Linked DNA regions of Rattus norvegicus: region 1 is linked to region 2. Evidence: chromatin contacts called from public Hi-C data. All regions are on one chromosome and are shown on one strand. Each heading gives the region's core, a stretch centred on a gene start, on an enhancer-like site or on the middle of the called end of the contact. The rest is flanking DNA. Distances are from core to core; before and after follow the strand shown. Region 1 overlaps Tmem178b (transmembrane protein 178B). Region 2 holds the start of Tmem178b (transmembrane protein 178B).

Region 1 (3,850 bases), core at 593-3,092, 350 kb after region 2:
ACTCTAGGCTTCTGGGGGTTCTCATCCATTGCTACTGGATTTAGTTTCTGGCCTGCTGAGAAGCTACAATGAAAGTTGCCCTTAGCCTCTGGACCTTTCTCTTCTGAGCATCTTCCTCCCTCCCACTGGGAGTCATCATTCCACCAGACTCGGGTAGTGAGAGACGTCATGATGGGTTCCTTAGATCTGTGAAGAAGCCAGTAAAGAAGTGTTATTAATTAGACTCCATGTCTAAAAGGCATCCTAGATCTCTTTGGGTCACATGTGATAAAGACGGGTCTTGTTCTGCTCTCAGCAGCTAGTTGACAAATTTGGTTCAAATATCACTGGGGATGTGGACTCTTAAGGGAAAAGAGTTTCTCTGCTCCGTCTGAACAGGCAGAACGCATGAACACAAAGTAGCTGTGGTGAGAGACAATATAGCATATGGCTTAAGCACTGGTTTGAATCCTTATCCTCCTACCTTTAGTGATGTAATCTTGGACAATTTATGGAACCTCTTTGTGCCTCAGTGTCCTCCGATAAATCTTACAGTTTCTTGGAGAATTTTAGAGGCTAATATTTTTTTAAATATTTATACAAAATAGTGCCAATCAAATATATATATGTGTGTGTGTACATGTATGTATTATATAAATTTACATATATCCATAAGCAGCTATATTTATATTCAGTAAATAACAGTGGAGATGTAAAGAAAACATCACTTGGATATAGATTTCCTCCCAGAGAAAGGCCAAGGCCAACTTGTGTGTGCTAGGCAGATGGAAACATAAAGCAAACCAGGTGGCAGGCTTGGCTGATCTTCTGGCCACCACCCGGCCTCTTCCTGTACTAATTAACGTGGCATTGGCTTGGATCAGATAGGACAAAAGCCAAAGAGTTTTCTTTCAGGAACCAATTTCTTCCAGACACTTAAGCAGCTGGGCTCTCTCCTTCCACGTTTCAAATCAAGGCAATTTGGAGCTGAGCCTCATGTGCACATGGATATCAAATAATGACATCTACTGATCTTGTCCACCATCCCTTCTGGGCATTCCAGGGGGTGAAAAGAGGGTTATCTCTCCAGGCAATTCATGCTGGACAGAATTAGTGATAGCCAGACCTAGAGCAAGTCAAAGAATAGCCCCTCCTTAGCCCCGTGCCTAGAGTTATAGGGACACAGAGGTAGAAATGCCCTTAAGACTTGGCCCTACCCCTGTGGTTGAGGGTAATATAACCCAGAGAGGTGACGTGACTGTCTCATTTTATGGGAAGGGTTGGAGCCAGCACCCAGGTTTTCTGATTCTTAGTGGAGAACTCACTCCACTAAACCACACCCTTGTTCCTGTTGGAGTCCTATCAGGAAGCTGGCACAGGTTGACCCAGCATACTCCTGGACCAGGAGAGCCATGTGACTGCCAAACATGACTTTACATAGAGTGATACAGCTTCATATACTTCATGATAACTGGGGTACCATGTGACTTTCTCTGCAAAAGTCTTGATGATACTTAAGATGAAGGACCAGAACAAGTAGGAGGTCGCAGTGACATGAAAGATCTTCAGGGAGCTGTCATTTCAAGGATTGTTCCCCTTAAGAAACTCAGGTAGGGATTGCCCTCTGTCCCAAGACTCCTGGTTAGCTGGATGGACCACTGATATCAGAGTGAAGAGAGAGGAGAAGCAGGCAGGAAGACGGCATGCTCTAAGTGGCTCTCCTTGTGGAAGCTCCCTAATCACAGTTTGAGAATGTTCCTTTCTGCACAGCTGTAGCTGCCACTCCGCTCACTTGAGAAGCCAGTTGGATCCCACGAATTCTCAGCTCTAAAACAAGGCCCAGATGGATAAGACGCTGCAAAGATTCATGTGGAAAATTATGTGTCGCTACACTCTTAACTCGCTTCCTTTCCAGAACTACTCTTCCCACTCTGTGAATGCTCATACCAGAGCTTCCTTCACAATGTATGATACGTCCAAGATCAGGTGGGCAAGCAGACCGGGCCAGCGTTTGCTTCATTCGTAGTGCTTGTGTTCTCAAATGAGTGTGGTAGAAGAAAATAGAATGGATTTTCTTCAGTGCTTTCTTCAGTCAAATAGTGTGAGGCTGACTGCCCAAATCAAATATTTGTCAAATGCTTGAGACCTTCAGATTAAATAGTTTAATTCCACATAGAATTACTTCATGAATAGAAAATTAATTCACTGTATGTATTAACATATTAATGATCAATATAGTATGTGCTATTAATATATTCATTGCATATATACTTGTGCATATACATATGGGTACACATTTGTGTATAACCCCAAGAAATACAGAACTCACAGTAACTGAGGTTGAATTTATCACTGACTGCACACAGAATGGTGTGAGAAAGAGCCAAAAGAAAAAGTAAAGGAGAATGTGCTATTAAAAATTAGGAAATTGGGGTTGGGGATTTAGCTCAGTGGTAGAGCGCTTGCCTAGGAAGCGCAAGGCCCTGGGTTCGGTCCCCAGCTCCGAAAAAAAAGAACCAAAAAAAAAAAATTAGGAAATTAAGCAGTTGTCATCATTTAATAAATAAGTATAGGTAACAATTAAGGCTCCCTCAATATTCCAAAAGAATCCACGGTCACATTCTCTGTGCCAGCATTTCTACACACCTCACCTTGCATGTTTACTCCAACACTCTTGGTAATCTTGGAAACCTTGAAGCAGCACAAATACTCATCAGGGGAAGCATGTTAAATTTGGCACTTACAGTGTAAAAAGCTATTTTCTAGTAAAGATTTCATGGGTCTTGAAGATCTCAGTCTATAAAATGCCTCTTGCCCACCAATCATGAGGACCTGAGTTTGGATCTCCACCAACCAGATGAATTCCCGGTGTGGCAGCATACGTCTATGACTGTCATCCTTAGAAAGCAGAGACAGGGAGCTATGGGCCAGCCAGTCTAGCTATTCTGTAAGCTATAGGTTTGGCGAGACTCTGGGTCAAAAACAGAGATGGAATGTGGTTGAGGAAGATACCCTACATCAACTTATGGCCTCCACATGCATGTGCACATGTATGTGCATTTACACATACACACACACAGAGACAGAGACAGAGAGACAGAGAGACAGAGAGACAGAGAGACAGAGAGACAGAGACACACACAGATTTAGGTAGAGCATTGAATGCTGATAAAAACCTGTTTAGTGGTTGAAACAAGGTACAGAAGAACTAAGATAATTTTGTAGGGAATACAGATATTAGGATATCTGAAACCTTTCACTGTAGATAAGTGGTTGGGAGTAGCAGGGACATCAAGCAAGGGGACTTGAGACATCTATTTAATAGTATGTAAATCCCTAAATTCATTTTAACTTTTCCCTCAGTCACTTTATAATTGAGAAAAATGAGCTCAAAGTAAGATTTTGAAAAGGCCCCTGAATCAAACTGTGTAACTCTTCTCAGCGTTTCTCTTAAGGCTAGTTCCTTTTTGTATTCTGGATGGAGCCCACTGCTAAGGCAAACTTCTTCATATACCCAGTGTCTTAGTTAGAGTTTACTGATGTGAACAGACACCATGACCAAGGCAACTCTTGCACGGACAACATTTAACTGGGGCTGGCTTACAGGTTCAGAGGTTCAATCTATTATCATCAAGGTAGGAACATGGCAGCATCCAGGCAGGCATGGTGCAGGCACAGCTGAGAGTTCTACATCTTCATCTGAAGGCTGCTAGTGGAAGACTGACTTCCAGGCAGCTAGAATGAGGATCTTAAAGCTCACACCCAGTGACACATCTACTCCAACAAGGCCACACCCACTCCAACAGAGCCACACCTTTTAATAGTGCCATTTTCTGGGCCAAACATATATAAACCATAACACCCAGTGTTG
Region 2 (3,746 bases), core at 1,156-3,655:
GCGGCTCTGTCTCACGTGAGAGAAGCAGGGGGCGGGGTAGGGTGGGGATGGATCCTCTAGCGGGGGCCCACCTCTTCAAGGTCTGGAGTCCCGTCCCACCTCAAAGAGGCCCTGCAGAGGCTAAATCCAGGGGTCATAGAGAGATCATGACAAACCCTACACCGAGGTTGCCTTTAACTCTTCTTTTCCTCCAAAATCAACTGCCCTCTCCACCCAACAGCGATTGTTTTCTGGTCTTGAACAGATCTGTTGGTTGTCCCCTTTTCTTGCTGAAGAGTAAGGGCAGGTGTGTGTGTGTGTGTGTGTGTGTGTGTGTGTGTGTGTGTGTGTATGTGTGTGTGTGTTGGGGTGTCATCGGGCGCTGGCTCACAGCTGCTCTTTGCTCAGTTCCAGGTGGAAACGCCAGTAGCTAGCAAGGTAGTGCTTATAGCTTTCGGGGGTGGGGGTGGGGGAACAAAGATCAAAGGAATAGGAGACACCAGCGGCGGCGGAAATGGTGCAGGGGTTCACTCGGCACCGGTAAAAGATGGTTCTGTAAGCATTTTCTTCTTTAAATAACTGTGGCGAATTTAAGGGAATTTTCCACGGTCAAAAGAGAAACGGGAGACGTAGGCACCAACCCCACATTTATAATAACACACGTAAACATGCTACATATATGTATATGTGCATAAATATGGATGCGATGGAGCCCATACCTACTTAGACACCATTGACTTGCCTGGCCAAAGAACAAGGCTCAGACATTTCGTGCCTGGGAAATGGTGTGGTTTAACTTTAAGAAGGCTAGAAAAATAAGAGATGAGGCTCACGTTGCACGGATGACATCACTAGCTTTTGGCTGCGCGCTCCGTGTTCTCGGCTGTGGGTTTTAGCCAAGGCTGCAGCGCCTGGAGGCCGAGCGAGTGACAGCGGCTTTCTCGGGCGCCTACACCCGGGCAATGCGATTTCTGGGGCCCCTGGGGCGCAGCCTGGGCTCTTGCTCCTCGCGGGCGTCGGCTGAGCCTGAGAGGCCGGGAAGCCTCTGCAGCTTGTTGAGGTAGGGAGGTGAAGACGAGGCACCCAGGCTCCCCCCACCCCTCCACTCCCCGCCCCATTCACCCCAGTGCGGGGAGCCGGATCGTGGGACGCTGAGGCCAGGACGGGATCCTCCACACGAGGCCGAGGGATCCCGAGTTTCGGCACCTGGGTGGGCTGAGAAGAAAATGGTGCAATCTGAGAGCGGCTGACCCCAGCTGGTTAGAGCAAGCGGTGCTGGAGTGCTTGGGCTCAGGTGGCGAAGGGGGCGGGTTGCTTCGAGCAGCCGGGCTCCGGGTTTTCTTCGAGCCCGCGGCATTTGCTCGGCACCTGGGCATCTCCGCACGCGGGGCTGCGGAAGGCCAGGTGAAGTGGAGCAGAAGGGATATTGGAGAGGGCCGGGTGCACATACTCTAGGAAGAAGAAGGCGCTGGGGAGAGCCCATGACACCCGGGAGGCTGGCGGCTGGGCTGGCAGCTCGCTACCCCTGAGCGACCTGTCCATGGTATTGAAGGAGCTCGGAGCGCTCCGGGTGCGCCCTCCTCTGTGCAGTCCGCCCTTAACGCCGGTCAGCTGCCGCCCAGTCTTTGCAAACCCCGGGTCCTGAAGAGTCGCGTAACGCCGCCCGGGTGTCCTCGCTGTCCAAAAGCCGGGCTGTCTGAATGGCGAGGCTAGAGGCAGGCCATCCGGGAGCTCGCGGGCAAAGGCTGGTAGAAACCGTGCATCTGCGGGGAGCTCGCTTCTGAGAGCACCGGTGGGTCGGCAGGAGTCAAGGACCTACTGGTGATCAGAGGACCCAGGCTTTGAAAAGACCCGACGCGGAAAAGAACAGTTCTGGGCACGCATTCCCGGCCTTCGGCTGCAGACCGAAAAGGGGAGGAGAGTCCCAGAGACAGAGATCCAGGCTGCACTCCGGGCAACCGGCGGCGAGCGCGATCCGTCCTTCGTCGAAGTGTCGCGTCCTCAGATCCTCCTCCCTATCATCCCCAGGAAGCCAGGACAGTCACTCCGATCCGCACGCTGCACAGAGAAACCCCAGCAAGCCCCGCTGTGGTCGAGGGCACTTGGTATTTAGTTCGCGATTGCGGGGCGGCGTGCCGAGGCGGACGGAGGGTTAGGACTGTTGCCCCCTGAACGGTGGGAAGTGACCGTGTTGAGTTCGCCACCACAAGAGGAGGCTGCACCTGCCCGGAGGATGCTCAGGACCCTGCGGGAGCTTCTCCGGATCAGAACTTTTTAGGCTGCTCGCTTCTACTCCCGCAGTCCCCCGGCCGCGTACCCGCAGGTGGGGGCTGAGGGGGGCGCCGCGGCGCAGATCCCCTCCCGTCCCCACCCCCAGCTCGGCCGCCCGCCGCTTTGTTCCGGGCGCGCGGAGGGAAGGCGAGGCTGCGGCGGATCATGCCCATGGTGTAGCCGCCAAGCGGAGGCATGGCTGCCGGAAGGTTACTGCTCTATACCGGGCTTTCGCTAGCGCTCTGCGCCCTCGGCATGCTGGCTGTGGCCATCTGCTCCGACCACTGGTACGAGACGGACGCCAGGAAGCACAGGGACAGGTGCAAGGCCTTCAACACCCGCCGGGTCGACCCCGGTTTCATTTACAACAACAACAACAACTTGCCTCTGCGCGCGAGCCGTTCGCGCCTGGACCGCTGGGAGGGCAAACTCCTCCGGGCCCGGAATCGCCGGCAGCTGTTCGCCATGAGCCCCGCGGATGAGTGCAGCCGGCAATACAACTCCACCAACATGGGCCTCTGGAGGAAGTGCCACCGGCAGGGCTTCGACCCGGAGATCGCCGCCCTCATACGGAAAGGTAAGCTCGAGAGGCTCGAGGCGTGGCGCTGCAGAGAGCCAGGCGCCTCTAGGTAGGCCCTGCAGCCCCTTGCCTCTCCTGGTGGCCACAGGCTATGGCATCTCCTGGTTTCTGAGTGGTCCAGTTAGCCAGGCCTGGCTGAGCCTTGGCGTGGGCACAACTTGCCTCTCCGTATCTGTAATAGATTGTGGTAAAGGCTTCACTCTTTTGGCTCACCTGCTGTCTTGTTCCTATGGGTCCAGATTCACATGCACTCTCCAGGGGCACCAGGTTTTGCTTTTTAAAGCTGGGATAATGCTTCATCAGCCTCTGGAAAGGAAGGGAATCTCCAATGTTGTGTTTCTAGAGGAAACCCTTTAAGGGTGATGTGTCAGGGATAACTGGCTCCGAATTTTTAATATCTGTTTTTAGATGTTGAACTGATTTGATCAAGGAAACTGGGGGTGGGGGATGTCTCTTGCAGGAGACACTATGCATGCCAGAAACAGTTAGTAAGGCACTGTAGAAGTCATGGTGTAGCGACTGGTCATATAAACACCTTACATTACAGCCCCTGCCTTTTAGGAGCCCAAAGCAGGTATCCAGTAGCATTTCAATACAGTCTTTTATTTCTTCTTCTGGAGCAGTGGTTATCAGAGTGACGGTGGGCAGTGAATACCCAGCAGTCTAAAAAGCACAAAAAAAGTAACACAAAAGTGGGTATGTCAGAAGGGAGAAAAAAATACCATTTTCAGATCTATATAAAACACTCAAGGCATATAAAACAGAAAACCAGCAGATAGTTGCTAATAACACTTGATATTTGAATGTGATCAGATGCACTGAAAAGTCTGCTTCTGTGATGTAATTTTTCAGTCCTGTATGATTTATATGCTAGAAACCAACCGGTCTGTCTCATCAGCCTACTGAAATACTGTTT

What was found. A called contact is a pair of places that touch in the nucleus more often than the background predicts.
Region 1: a contact with region 2 is called in a Hi-C map of frontal cortex, with 1.6 times the contacts expected there. The contact joins the enhancer-like site here to the promoter of Tmem178b in region 2. A contact is called at or near these places in 3 of 12 Hi-C or Micro-C datasets (the A7r5 cell line, frontal cortex and prefrontal cortex) and 1 of 1 datasets of contacts at active chromatin or transcription factors (oligodendrocytes).

The regions. Positions count from the first base shown.
Region 1 is chr4:69,973,904-69,977,753 of GRCr8, forward strand. The region is part of intron 3 of Tmem178b (transmembrane protein 178B); the gene reads left to right. Among named protein-coding and RNA genes, the nearest start is that of Agk, 110 kb to the right of the region's middle. Within about 2 kb of position 1,843, at least 12 of the 93 cell types and tissues checked have an H3K27ac peak or open chromatin away from gene starts, as enhancers often do. A contact at or near this core is called in prefrontal cortex, where this site is marked.
Region 2 is chr4:69,623,783-69,627,528 of GRCr8, forward strand. Tmem178b (transmembrane protein 178B) reads left to right here and starts at 2,406. Exons shown (of 4, transcript NM_001195277.2): 1 at 2,406-2,827. The coding sequence starts at 2,446.